Linked DNA regions of Mus musculus: all the other regions are linked to region 1. The links are chromatin contacts, called in public HiCAR-type and promoter capture Hi-C maps. All regions are on one chromosome and are shown on one strand. Each heading gives the region's core, a stretch centred on a gene start, on an enhancer-like site or on the middle of the called end of the contact. The rest is flanking DNA. Distances are from core to core; before and after follow the strand shown. Region 1 holds the start of Snx13 (sorting nexin 13). Region 2 overlaps Gm40874 (a long non-coding RNA gene). Region 3 holds the start of Sypl (synaptophysin-like protein). Region 4 holds the start of Ccdc71l (coiled-coil domain containing 71 like).

Region 1 (3,351 bases), core at 279-2,778:
GTAAGAGCAGCTGCTCACTTAAGTATCAGAGTAAAATAAACTTGGGATGCTACTTGCTTTTTAAATCCACAACTAAGGACAATGTATAACCATAGTCTGTGACAATGTAAGTAACTTCGGAAATATGTAGAATTAGGAAACGTAAAGTGAACGTCTAACTCCTAGAAATGTGTAGTTCCTAAGTTAACAATCAACCAATAGGGGTTTCCCAGGCACGTCGTGTTTGCCAGAATCTGGGCACAGATGAAAACAGATACTAAGGTACAAGGCACTTAGTTAGACGAGTTCCCAAAACTTGGAGAACCCAGTGTGTCCTATTGTGCCATCGCTTTTCACACAGTAAAATCCACTTGTTTCCAATGTTTCCATTTCAAAATGTCCTTTTTGGCCCGTGTAGGACTGCTTCCCAGTGACCATCAACGTGGTTTAGTACCCTCACATCAGCTCCCAAAGATGTTCAAACCGGTCCCTGACATTAGGATCCTCACAGAACCTTAAGGGAGCAGCCTCTGGGATTTTATCCAATCTACAAGCGTCAGACATCCAACACCTGCAATAGACCATTCGCCCAGCTATGTCACCTCTGGTCACTAAACTAGCTGCACCGATTAAGTTCTTCCCCCTAAAGTACTGCTAGTGCAGGCAAACTCTACTTCTTCAAACGTCTGGTTTTTGCACTGGACAGTGGGCACTAAGGAAGGGGAAACTGATTGGTTCGTCGTTGCTGCCCTACTTCCATTTCAGGTCAAATGAGAAAAACTGTTCCCACAGAGAGAAGCAAGGGGGCCATCCGCGGGTCAGGAAGGTGGATGCCAAACTGAACTTTGGGATCAGGGACTGAAGGAACGTGACGGGATGTGGGGGCAGGGGAGGAGGGCGCGAGGCCAGCGAGTGTGGCTGGAGGAACCTGGCTCACTTCGCGGAGCAGCCAATGTAGGGCTCAGGCCGGCTGCCACCGCCAGGAGGTTGACCCGACCCAGCCGGGAGGGGAAGGGCCCTGCAAGCCGGGGACACCGACAAGGGCCAGCACCGGGACGCGGGGACCACGACCGCCTCGGGGCAGGCGGAGCGGACTCCAGGAAGGAGCGACAGCTCGGGCGAAGGGGAGCGGCGGCAGGAGGAGGTGGAACTCTGCCGAGTCAGCACCGCGCCCACTCGGTGGCACTTGTGGGAACCCGGCGGCTGCCAGCCCGGCCGGCCGGGCCTCGGCTCCGGTCGGGCCCAGCGCCGGGAGCGGCGTCGGTGACGGGCGGGCTGGCGCCGGCCGCTCACCCGCCTCTCAGGTAAACAGTGGGCGCCGCTTACCTCTGTTAACATCATTACACCCCGGGGGAGTGAGGTCCTCCCTAGCCTCGCCGCATGGCAATAGCCGTAGCAGCAGCGGAAACTGCCCGGGCCGCCGCCAACGGCGGCAACTGCTGCTTCAGTCCTGTCCCGGGCGGCGGCTTTACTCGGCTTCGCTGGCTTCCCCCCGGCCCGGCTGCTCGCGACGGACGCGCCGCCATCTTGGAAGAGCGACGTCCGCGTCTCCCCGCGACGTGCGCTCCCATTGGCTGGCGCGCCGGGCGCGAGCGTCTTGTGACTGTCTCCATGGCGCCGGCGCGCGCAGGGTCGGCGGCGGGGGCTGGGCCGCGCGCGACCCGGGACCTCCTCTGCGGGCTGGATCCCGGGCCACCGTGGTGGCGGGTTTGCGGGCTGGTGGCGCAGCGGAGGCTGGGTGCCGGCGGAGAAACTGGCATCTCGCGTCTCCCCGACCCTGTGGAGCCCGTAGAGTGCTCGGGACACTCGGCTGCGGTCCCCTCCGCAGCGCGGTGACCTGAAACTGCCGCCCGCGCCGCGCCTCATTCCGAAACTTCGGCCGAAACTTGCCTCTGTTGCTCCCAGCGCTCAGTAAGTCCTGTGCTGGGTGCGCGACAGGTTGTAGACGCGATCAGGGCAGATCGCCTTCACCCCGATCCTGGCAGAGTTAAGGGCTACTGCTTTGCTGATTGGCCAGAACCTGCTCAAGCCTGAAGGCTTAGTGTTTCTTTCATAGTCTTAAAAATCAAGCAGCTTTTGCCCGGTAGCTGTAGTCTCTATGGCTTTATTGGGAATTCAAAAAAAAAAAATATATATATATATATATGTTTATATATCACAGTGAACGCATTTCAGCATGTGTCTCTGTAAGTAGTTACGAATAAAATGAGACTGAACTCCGAAGTTCTGTGGCTAGAACTGCTGATACCGTGACAACTATCTCGGTCCACTTCTACAGGAATGACAGTAAAAATCACTCGCTTCTTCCTGAATTGCCCGTGAAGTAGTTTTCTTTTCATGCCTCTGCTGTTACAAACCAATTTACAGTGAAACTGAGAAGTGTTTGGGCTTGAAAAATAAAACACTTGTATCTCATTCTTACCGGGAAAAAAAAAAAAGAAGAAGAAAAAGTTTATAAAAGAAATTGTGGAAAACTAAAGCCAGTAGTTACTTCCTTTGTGATGGAATCTGCACTTAACAATGGTACTATTGTGCTAAATGTAATTTAAGGAGGTACTCATTCTCACCACAGTGAATAAAGCAAGTGCATTACAAACCCTGTGTTATCTCTATTCTGTTCTGTCCCCCAAAATAAAATTTCATTTAAGATGTCATACAGACTTTGAAGAAAAGCCCCGACTGCTCCATTCAGTGAGTTTATAGCAAAGTTGGGTTTTTTTGTTTGTTTTTTACTGGGCAACTTATATATATATAATTTTTCTGTTACTGGAACAAGTGCATTCTAACGTCTGCAATACAACCAAATATAATTGAAGCACTGGCAGATTAATCTATAAATAGGAAACAAGATTGGAAAATGCAAACTGTGTTAATACTGAGAGAAACCAAGAGAAGAGACAACAAGGAACCTGAAAGAAGATACTGTTCCATCCTGTAAATAAGAATGCAGAAGGTTCATTAATGTTTAAAATACCGACTATTGAATTAAAACTGTAATTTAGGTGGCTTCCCTGGGTATTCTGTTCCACTTTTTCCATCAATTTCCTTTTGTATAAGATGTTTTCCCTTTTTTAAAGGTGACAAACTAGGAGCCCTAGCTGAACATGCTCAGAGCCCAACATTAAATCCCCAGGACCACTTAAGTCAGGTGTAGCAACAAATGCCTGTGATCCCAGCACTTGGGCTGTGATGCCTGGAGAGTTAGAAATACAAGGTTACTGTCAGGTTAGAAATAAGTAAGCAAAGCCAGTTCAAGGCCATCCGTAGCTAAGGGAGACCCTTGTGAAAGCAGAATGGATTTGCACACAAACCTGTGCTGTGACATGGGTGTGCCTTAAGCATTCAGAACGTTGTAAGCCTGGGAACAAAGCA
Region 2 (3,241 bases), core at 386-2,885, 2.0 Mb after region 1:
CCCCACACCTCACTCCACACTTCCCCCCAGTGCACACACTACCATATCTGGCTTTTTACGTGGGTTTGGGGAATTGTACTCAGTCCCAGTGTTTGCAAGGCAAGCAGTTTACTGACTTATCTCCCAAGGTGACCTGTCTCCACAATGGAGAAGACATGGCTGATTAAAGGAGTGGACTCTGCTATTGCCTGATGCCCTTGATTAAAAAGCCAAGTCTGCCATGGGTAGGGTAGGGTAGGGAAGGATAGGGTAGGGTAGGGCCTGTTTCCTCCCAAGTAAAAGGGAGATATGGATAATAACGCACCTGTACATCCAAGTGACTCTATGCATGAGACGTACTTAGAAATTAGCCTCCATTTTCCTCTGGCTGAGGGTATTTCCCAGGGAAGCGTCTGACCTTCCTGGAGACCTCTGGGGCCGCCTGCACTCTGGAACCCTCCCCACAGAGTATGACAGAGAGACCATGTCTGGACACCTTGGACTCATACTCCAGCTCCATTTTTCTGCCAATAGACACCTCTGGTCAAGCATCAACTGGTTCCAAAGAAAGCAGCCAAGGAAACAGCTGGCTCTGGAGTCAACCTGAACATGGGCCACTAATGGAGTACAAACTGCATTAAGCACGGATTGGCAGAAGTGGCAAGCTTTTCTGCTGGATGTCACCGGGCTACTGTAAGCATAGTGACTTGAAGTCACTATACTTCCAATTCATGGAGTGGCATGGAGAGCTCCCGCCCCCACCTCAGCCTGGTTACATTGCTCTAAGAAAATGACTCATCAAAACAGGCTGGGCATCCAGACTCCCGGAGAACCAATCCACAGATCAGTCAGCCTCCGGTTAGCTCGGTGATTGATCTAAGAGGCTGGCAAATGTGCTAAGATCAATATCTGGAAGGTGACAGCCTGGCAGATCCAGGGCTTGGGAACTTCGCTGGGAACGTTGGTGTGAATGTGTTTTGCAGGCTGCCAGACTGCACAGAGCCCACCTAACCCTGTAGCTTGAGCAGAATTTCGAGAGAAAACTCTCTCTGGAATGCTCAACCTCTGATGGGATTTGAGGTCACCGGCCTCACTCCTTGTTACATAGACAAGGAAAATTAGTGAAGACTGTATCAGCGCACTAATTATCAACAGTTCCAGGACCAAGGTCTGTGACTATCTATCTTAGTTAGGGTTTCTATTGCTATGATGAGACACAAAACACCAAAAACAACTTGGGAAGGAAAGGGCTATTGCCTTATACTTTTATCGCATTCATATCAACATTGAAGGAAGTCAGGACAGGAGCTCAAGCAGGGCAGGAACCTGGAACCCTGCCTGATGCAGAGGCCATGGAGGGGTGCTGCTTGCTGGCTTGCTCCTCATGGACTGCTCAGACTGCTGTCTTGTAGAACTCAGAATCATCACCCAGAGATGGTACCACCCACAGTGGGCTGGGCTCTCCCTCATCATCCCTAATTAAGAAAATGCCCTACAGGCCTGCCCACAGCCTGATCTTATGGAAAAAAATTTCTCAACTGAGGCTTCCTCCTCTCTGATGATGTTAGCTTGGAACATGCTGACATAAAGCTAGACAGCACAGGAGTCTGTGTTCTCCCTGCCTGACTAACCACTTCTGAAGCAGTGGAAAGTCTGAGCTTGCCTGGGATTTAAGGCACCAAAAGCCCGGCAGACAGATTTTGCATGCTGCGTGCCTTAACTGTTGTCCTGGCTACCCATGCAGCTTCAGGAATAGGAATTTGTTCTTGAAAGGGGACAAAGCCAGGCTGGGTGACTTTTCTAGCTTTCAGTTGCCCTAAGGAATCTCTTGGAGTCTCTGCAAGTCTAGATTTGAGACTCCAAGTTTGGATGGGAACTCTTCAGCCCTTGGGATGAGTCAACACGGGCTCGGCGCAGCTGAGAGTTCCTTGGCTCAACCGGTGTGTCCAGTGTGCCCAGTATGCCAAAGTGCTGAGTCATGACTGGGGTGGACCTTCAAAGCCTCTGGCTTTAATCTACTAAAGATGGCTGAGCGGTACATGTTCCAGCTTTGGAGTGTTCCTTGTGCCACATGATGTGCAGGGTGACTGTCTGTCCCTGGTCCTGAGCCCAATGCCAGGCCAATGTTCCTAAGAAAGCGGGGGGGGGGGGGGCACTTCATGAAGGAGCAGGCCCTAAAGGGAAGCAGGGGATCTCTCTGAAAGAACGGCTGTCTTGTGCCCACCCCCAGATACTATGCCAGCTGCCTGTGCCTAGAGCTTTCTCTTGGGGTTCCTCTAGGTGGTGGTGGTAGGGCACTGCCAAGAATTAAGTTTAAGGAGACATTGCTCTCTCTCTCTCTCTCACACACACACACACACACACACACACACACACACACACACACACTCATGTCTCAGAAACACATCTGTTCAGCCTACTACAAAAGCTTCCTGGTGAGTTACTTAGCCTCTGTGAAGTCCATACACAAATGAACAGGATGGGAGAGCAGAGGGGTTATAACCCCTCACGGGGCTAGCAAGGCATGAAAAAATGCATGGAGATCTGGGTACCAGATGTTTATATCACCTACATAAAATAAGTAAGACAAAGTGATGAGACAAAACACTAAATCCAAAATTCTATTACAGAGAGCTTGGAGGGACTCTGGAATCTCTCATTTCTTTCTGGGCCTCCACTTGGGAGGTCACTCAGGCTTGGCAGAAGTAGCTGGATAACCATGGAGTTCCCGTAAGTCAGCAGTGACCAAGGCAATTAGTGTATATACAATGGAGACCTTGACTGACTTGGGGACCTCACACCCAGGGGGCCTCTGGTGCTTAGCTTGCTGCTTCCAGAGTTAGGTCAGAGGCAGAGCTGGGAGACAGATGGCCCTCCTGGGACTACCCAGCAAAGAACAGGCATTTCAGAGCTCCTGGGAGCTGTCTGCAGTGCCTGAATGGTGGACCACCAGGGTTCCGGTTGTTTTTGGCAGAAAAGACTGTTATCTTCTTATAGGATGGCAGGTTTCCTTCACCCAAACTTCCCAGTGCCTAGAACTTGTGTAGCATCTCCCCTTGCAGCCAAGTAGATCACCTGTTCCGCAGGTACCAGGAGAACTAACTGTGAGCCCCGCTCATCGAAATCCTGGGAACAGAGGTAGAATAGGAGACGCACGTCTGCTTTGTTTCTTATTCTCCTTTAGTCTTGTGATTTGCCACATACTTCCATCCCACACAACCAAAGCCCAATCCTTAAGCCATGTTATATAATATTATAGAAT
Region 3 (3,293 bases), core at 508-3,007, 2.1 Mb after region 1:
GAAGGAACAAGGGCTTTGAACTTGTTATAATCATTTAGAACCATACTTTTGCCCAGTATGTTCATCCAAGCAAAAACCTACTTACATAGGCTGCTTCAACTTTTCCTCCCACTAACAGGACTCTATTTGCCTAGAAAGCCAATCCCTAGCTCACTAGTACTCACTCTTCAAATATTCTTCCATCTATAAAGTCTTCCCCAATGATGCTTTCCTGTCTAACCTACTACTTTACAAGTATCTCTAACACACAATTTACCATATGGCATTTTTATAGTCTCCATTACATCCTTGAATGATCATGAGAAAAAGAGTTTGATTCACATCTGTAAGCTGGCATTTAGCACAGTGCTGGTATATGCTACCTACTCAAATATTTGTTGGGTAAATACTCACTACACCATTAACACTCTATAGTCTTACTACAAACTTACTGCCTGTGTAATAAAAGGTTTTCAAACTCAAAGTATTATTTTAAGAAACTTAAAGATAATTTCAGCACACAACAAAATTACTCCTACTTTAAAATATTCAAGAAAAGATATAAGCTGCCTCTTACTTAAGTGAAAATCTAAATTATTAAACTGAATTGTAACATTCAATGAGACTAAATGTAAGGTTCATTCTTAACACACATTTCTTTGATTTCTCCCCTATGACTTTTGGAATTAAAATAACAACCTTCTTCTAAACTTAGGGTTGCACAGAAAGTCACGTGTCTTTTGCCAGTTGCAAGAGCAGCATTTCAGTTTTCACAAAATTGAAGGCATAAAGTGTAAATACAAAAATCAGAGCGAGCAGTCATCAGTCATCGGAGAACTTCAAGCTCTTCGTTAAAACACACGCACGAAACCGGAGAGTTCTTATTTTTCACCCTCAACATGAACTGTGAAGGAATTAAACGTTATCGGCTACGAAACACTACCTGACTGCACACGGGGCAAATAAATGCCAAGTGCTTACATTAACTCTTCAAGTCAGCACCCAACTATAGTGGGCCGCTAAGTTTGAAGGAAAATCGCAGAGCTTGATAAACTAGCTGCACGTGACAAGGTCTAACTTGTAAGTCTCCTTTGATGTTAATGATTGCTTGGCAGGAAAGGGCAGAAAGCTGACTTTCCAAGCAGGATGTTGCTATAAACAATCTCGACGTCCAGGCCAGGCGTTAAATGGGCCGACAATTTAATGCGTCGGGGCAAGGGCTTTGCCTCGGCTTCTCTGACACACACTATTTTTAACAGGAGCCCATACCCGCCGCCAGCGAAGGGCGCAACCCAGGTCTAGCCTCGCCCGCGGAAGCCGCGGGCCTCCGGGCGGTCGGTATCAGTTGGACCGCAGCAGGAAATCCTGTCTTCCTTTGCGGATGGCAGTGGAGCCTGAGAAAAAAAAGCGAGCGAGCTTCCACGCCTCCGCGGCTAGGGGCGGCCGGGAGAAGCCGCCCACACCGGCGACTCGACTCGACGCCGGCCGCCATCTCCGCCCCGCGGCCTTCGAGCGTGGGGGACTCCCTCACGACCGCGTCCCCGCCTCCCGGCAAGGCGCCCCGCGCTGGACCGGGCGAGGTCGGCGTCGCAAGCTGCACTCACCCACTCGAGGATCTTGATGAAGCCGAGCGGCTCCTTGAGCGGGTTGAGGTTGATCTGGAAGGCGGACATCCTCTGAGGGAAAGGAGGGAAGAGAGTCAGGACGCGGGGCGGAGGAGGGGAGCGGCGAGACCGGAGCGACTCCGCGGCGAGAGCGGGAGGCGGAGCCGGCGGGGCTGGGGGCGGGGCCGGAGGGGTGGGGACGAAGGGGCATCGGGGCGGGACGGCCTGGCCTTTAAGGCGGGGCCGGGCGGCCGTTGAGTCCGCGCCCAGGAGACAGAGAGGGCGAGCCGAGACCAGGCCGAGGAGGGACTGGGAAGGGCTGGCTCCTCCCCCGGCCGCACCTGACTCAGCCGGCTGAACCGCTGACGAACCATGTTGGCTTTGGAAGCCATGCGTGTGCCGCGCCCCCTTCCCCAAAGCCTAGCTCTGTCTCTAACGCGCACGCGCGCTCCCTAGGCCCCAGACTCTTTTCCGGCCTTTGCGAGCGCGCGACGGGGGTGGGTGGGGTCGGGGGACAGCTGCGCCTGCGCAGCACGGCCCTCCACCTCGGTGGCGTTCTGGTTGCTATGCCCTTTTGTGGCTGTGACTGCCCGCCCTCACAACGGCCCGTTTTCTTCCCAGTGCTCTGAACTTTTGGGCAAATGTGTCAAGTGTGTACACAGACAAAGCCTCACTTCAAAGCTCGTGTTCAGGGCCCTTAAAGTCATAGTTATTGCAAAACTGCGGCCGTCTGGCGAACCTGCCTTATGTAAGGGTGCTTGAACGTATGATTCACCAAACATTTCCGCAGACATCGCAAAGTTGTTGGAGCCAGAGTAGGAGAAAGACCACCCATTTGAGATCATGGCTTGACAGGTCTCACAGGACAACTCATCTCTCCACCTCTATCCCCGTTTGGCGAGGCCTGTATTTCGTGCCGTTTTTTTTTGGGGGGGGGCGGGGGAGTGGGGGGGGGTCAAGTTAACTCATCTTTCATGATTTGTCTTAGGGAACACTCCCTCCTGCCACCAGAATGGGACCAATCTAGACATCTCTTCTCTGGCTTCCTTGTGCCTGGCCTTTTTTGGAGGGTTGGGATAGTGGCCTGTCTTCATGCATGGTGAGATAACACCAACATCGAAGGAAGATCTTTGCCACAGAGGATCCTAGTTCCAGCTCCCAGGTACTTATTTATATTTCCTAAATGTCAGTGGAGTATTCCATTAGAACTGACCACTACCCATGAACAGTTACTACCAAGCTAACACTTCCTCCTTCCTTCACTCTTATTTCCGTGTATTCCACTCAGCATTTCTCTTTAAGTCTTAAAAAAAAAAAGTTATTTTCTGCTGAGACCTGTTGGATAGGAACCCACAAGTAAATCACTTAGCTGTGCTTCAAAGGAAAAAGTATTCAAAGTAGAATTATACAAAATAGCCAAAAATATATTCAATGTAATTTCAAAATGAAATAGATGCTAACAGGATGGGATAATGCTCATCTTGCAACTTTATAGAGCTGAGAGGTCTGAAACAATTTGTACTCCCATGGTTTGTTCCTGTAGTCCTGTCACCAGGCAGCTGGCTGAGGTTTGCTTGACTGCACAGTTGGATAGGAATTGTGGGAAGGATAGGCAGGGGAAGCAAGTGAGGAGCTGGTCTCTTGTAGCCTTCATTTCTGTCAGGCAGCAGTGAGTGGTGGCTGAATCCCGACAGAAGCAGCAGCAAGTGG
Region 4 (3,660 bases), core at 1,107-3,606, 2.7 Mb after region 1:
TCTGAAATAACAGTGGTAGAAAAAACACTATTTGACCCTTTAGGTATTGCAGAAAAAGCTGGCTGTGGCACCACTGGCTAAAAACCCACCAAGTCTTGCCGCCACCAATGACCAAAGGCACTTGGATAATCAAGAACTCCACTCTGGGCCATATGGTATACACGCTATTATAAAAGTGGACAAGTACAAGAAGGGTCAGTACTGTGTGGCTCCATGTTTTGATTCCTGTGGCCTTCAGCTATCAAAGATTGCAAACACAATGATGAATGGGAAGAAGAGAAAAAGAAAACTCATAGGACAAACTGTCAACCAATTGTCATGGTTTTCAGAAATACAATGAGTATTAGCTTAGGCATTTCTTGTTATTCAACAACAAAGAATTAAGATCTACTTTTCTGCCAAATAACGTTGACCAGTTATATGGTACCAAGAAATGCCCCTGCCCCTCCCTATAGATCATTCACAATTCTGGGAATTCTAAAGGGTATTCTGTTTATCTGTTTATTCACAATGTCCACACGTATTGATCTCTCCTAAGCAACTTCCATCTTAATTCTCTTCCCATTAACAATCCTGAATATTATGTTACACCAGGAAGCGAGGTCAAACACCTCCAACTGGATTCCAGTCATTCTTGTAGCCAACATCTTCTTCAAAATTTATTCAATTTTTATCACAAGCCATGTGGTTCAAAACACTTCAATTTTATTCAATTTAAATGAATAGAGTAAGTCAACTTTTTCTTAAACAAAACTTTTAAAGAATATTCTACCATTTTACTTAGGAGCTCAGTAAATATAAACTTTCAATATAAAACTTTATATATAAACACCTTAACCTTTTATTTTAAAGTTGTACTTTGCATCTCTTGTTAATCACTGAGCTCATGAAATTCAAAGCCATACAAATCCTTACATTAACAGTCATAAGCTTGAAACTCTTAAAAGACGACCTTGATCAAAGCTTTGGAATCCAGTAAAAATTAGAAAACGAGTGGCCTTCAGAATACCCTGAGCGTACACCAGCACTTCACCAGGAAACATAGTCGATCTTCTGTCCAGAAAGTGGGGCTGACAGTCAAAAAGAAAACAGAAGGGGAATCAGGAGCAAGTAAAATTCTGGCTGTATTACACAAGCACGAAAACAAAATTCCTTTGGAGAAAAAAATTTGTAAGTCTTCGGAGGTCTTCCAGACCGGTGAGGTAGAGTCCGAGAGGGAGAAAACGCACGTGTCCCTCCAGGTTCTGGAGACGTCTCCATCCGGGTTGGGAAGCAAAGGGACTTCTGTCGCGGGTCCGGCCGTCCCGTCTGGCCGCGGGCGTGGGGGCCGCACCTGTCCCGATCCTGGACCGCGGCGCCGCACCGCATCCAGGGGCCTAGTTCGCGCATAAAGTGCACCAAAGGGGGCCGGTTCTGTAAACATTCGACTGACATTGACATAAGTCCGTTCCAGCGCGCGGAAGCTTCCCCGGGCGGCGGCCGGCAGGAGGCGCCGCAGCGCGCATCACAGCCGGTGCACCGGGAAGCGGCGCAGCCTCACCACCGGGTCCAGGTCCACTCGCAGCACTTGGCTCGCCCTGCGCCGCGCCACCGCCAGGCTGCGCTCGCCCCACACGTCGTCGCCGACGCGGATGGTCGGGAAGCTGGTCAGCGTCGGGGTGGCCGCCCTCCAGATCTCCTCCAGGGTGCGGCCCCCGAAGCTGGATGCGGGAGGCCCGGGCTCCGCGGCCGCAGCGGCGGGGCGCGGCCTACGGGTGTCCGCGGCAGCCCGAGCTCCACGGCGCCTCCTCCTGGGCGTTGCGCGCGGGCGCGGCCGGCGCGCGGGGCGGCTGTCGGGCGCCGGGGGGTCGGGCACCAGTGCCCGGCACGAGGAGTAGCCGTAGACGTCCTTGCTGCGCAGGATGTGCGGGGAGAACTGGTGCTTGAGGCTGCAGAGGAAGCTCCAGAGCTCCGCTTCCGAGCTCATGAACTCCGTGCTGCTGGGCATGAAGAGCTTGAAGGCGTCGCCCAGCGCCTCCGTGCTTCCGGCCAGCGACAGTTGCGACCGCGAGTACACCACCTTCTCCTCCAGCGCCTCCAGCCCGGCCCCTCCTTCCGCTCCGTAGCCGCCGCCCCAGGCAGCCCGGGGCCGGCGCCGCCGCCTCTTCACGCCGCGTCGCATCAGAGGCCGCTCGGGACCGCCCGCCGTCCCTGTCCGCGCCCGGCTCGGCGGCGCTCGCCTGTGCTGGCGCCTTCCGCCCGGCGCTGCTAGCCTGTGCTGGCGCCTTCCGCCCGGCGCCGCTCGCTACTTTTCTCGCCTCGCCGCCCCTCCCCCTCGGGGCGGAGGACGCGCTGGTTGTCCTGTGGCCGGGCTAAAGATGGCGGCAGCGGCGGGCGCCCACCCCGGGGCTTTGTCATTGGACGGCGCCCGCCCCCTCCCCTGGCTTCTCTTTCTTCTCTTCTCTTGCCTCCTTTCGCCCTCAGCCTTTCTTTAAATGGGCCCGCCTTAGTCCCCGCCTCCCACGGCCTCAGCTCCTCCCATTGGGTGCTCTCCGAGTGAGGGGCGGGGACTGATGGGGGAGAGGCCAGTTCGTGGAACATGGTGGCTGTGGTGGGTGATGGTGAGGCCCTGGAAGGCCAGTCAACCATTGGGTGGATCCATGAGGGTTGCCCTGTCAAGAGAAGGAAGTGGGTGGGTGTGAGTGCCATGTTTGGGGGTGTCGTGGGTGATTGTGTTCAGCTGTGGGTTGAGCTGGGGAAGTCTACCAGTCTGAATAATGAGAGAGAACCCCAAGACTTGATAGTATAACAGCTGAGAGAGTTGGGTATAAACTAGAAGGGATGGGCATTTCATGAATCCCTTCTAAAGTCTCAAATCCTGCTTTGGCATCTTCATATGCTTTGCCTCTCTTGACCCCATCTTTTAAGAAAACTAAAAGTTCAGGCATTGATGACAGCTTCCTTCTGGGCAATGGAACCATCTTGGCACATTTAGGAGGTACAGGTCACTGGGAAAGAAAAGAGTTAATACTGTATGAACTAAAAAGTCTGCTCAAGTTGGACAAACAGCAATGGCAGCAAAGCTGTTCTGCTGAAAGAAAACATTTTTTTTAAATCAGAGTGCTATTCCACATTTCAGTTGGTATTAAATTGCCATTCGCAGCACCATCTCTATCCTTGATGTAGTATTCCACGTAATCAATAAGATTCTTTGAGAAGAATACATCCTTAAGAATGAATCACCTTTTGTATTTGGGAAGACAGTAGTAGACATCCTTTTTGTCAATTCCTCTATTCACTCTCAACTCGCTGCCTATTCACATAATAGGCGTTGAATGCATACCAAATGGATGTATGAAATAGCACTGCCTGTTTGAAATGGAGTGCAGCACTGAAATTGCTTAGAACAAGGTAATTATATATTTTGCATTTATATTGCAATTTTCTTTGAAGTCCTTTAAACTTCATTATTCCCCTTGCTGGGGATAGAACCCAGAGCTTCACACATATGAAGACTGCACCCTACTAGTGATCTATACCCTCCAGCCCCTAAGATTTCTGTAAAATAAGGTTTTTTTTTTTTAAATCTATGTCCTGGTGCTAGAATTTTCTTCAGTAAGTATCTTATTTTGCAGCACACAATGAATGCAATGCCAAATTTTTGTGATCTGCATACAGTTA

The links. Promoter capture Hi-C pulls out the DNA fragments that hold promoters and counts their contacts. HiCAR-type assays count read pairs that join an accessible place to other places.
Region 2: a promoter capture Hi-C map of the 3T3-L1 cell line shows a contact between it and region 1, with 7 times the contacts expected there. The contact joins the enhancer-like site here to the promoter of Snx13 in region 1. A contact is called at or near these places in 4 of 39 promoter capture datasets (the 3T3-L1 cell line, hippocampal neurons, liver and 1 more) and 1 of 115 datasets of contacts at active chromatin or transcription factors (stem cell-derived neural progenitor cells).
Region 3: a HiCAR-type map of astrocytes shows a contact between it and region 1, with 6 times the contacts expected there. The contact joins the promoter of Sypl here to the promoter of Snx13 in region 1. A contact is called at or near these places in 3 of 39 promoter capture datasets (hippocampal neurons, liver and pre-B cells), 3 of 484 Hi-C or Micro-C datasets (CD4 T cells, CD8 T cells and embryonic stem cells) and 4 of 115 datasets of contacts at active chromatin or transcription factors (acute myeloid leukemia, astrocytes, embryonic forebrain and 1 more).
Region 4: a promoter capture Hi-C map of liver shows a contact between it and region 1, with 5 times the contacts expected there. The contact joins the promoter of Ccdc71l here to the promoter of Snx13 in region 1. A contact is called at or near these places in 3 of 39 promoter capture datasets (hippocampal neurons, liver and pre-B cells) and 1 of 9 other capture datasets (liver).

What each region holds. Positions count from the first base shown.
Region 1 is chr12:35,045,366-35,048,716 of GRCm38.p6, reverse strand. It overlaps Snx13 (sorting nexin 13), which reads right to left and starts at 1,528. Exons shown (of 26, transcript NM_001014973.2): 1 at 1,306-1,528. The coding sequence starts at 1,320.
Region 2 is chr12:33,018,920-33,022,160 of GRCm38.p6, reverse strand. All of the region lies in intron 2 of Gm40874 (a long non-coding RNA gene), which reads right to left. Among named protein-coding and RNA genes, the nearest start is that of Gm40874, 25 kb to the right of the region's middle. Within about 2 kb of position 1,635, at least 75 of the 459 cell types and tissues checked have an H3K27ac peak or open chromatin away from gene starts, as enhancers often do.
Region 3 is chr12:32,952,650-32,955,942 of GRCm38.p6, reverse strand. It overlaps Sypl (synaptophysin-like protein), which reads right to left and starts at 1,757. Exons shown (of 5, transcript NM_198710.3): 1 at 1,584-1,757. The coding sequence starts at 1,652. 4933406C10Rik (RIKEN cDNA 4933406C10 gene) reads left to right here and starts at 2,154. Exons shown (of 6, transcript NR_044986.1): 1 at 2,154-2,438; 2 at 2,572-2,745.
Region 4 is chr12:32,377,485-32,381,144 of GRCm38.p6, reverse strand. Ccdc71l (coiled-coil domain containing 71 like) reads right to left here and starts at 2,356. Exons shown (of 1, transcript NM_001162903.1): 1 at 1-2,356. The coding sequence starts at 2,161. The coding sequence ends at 1,505.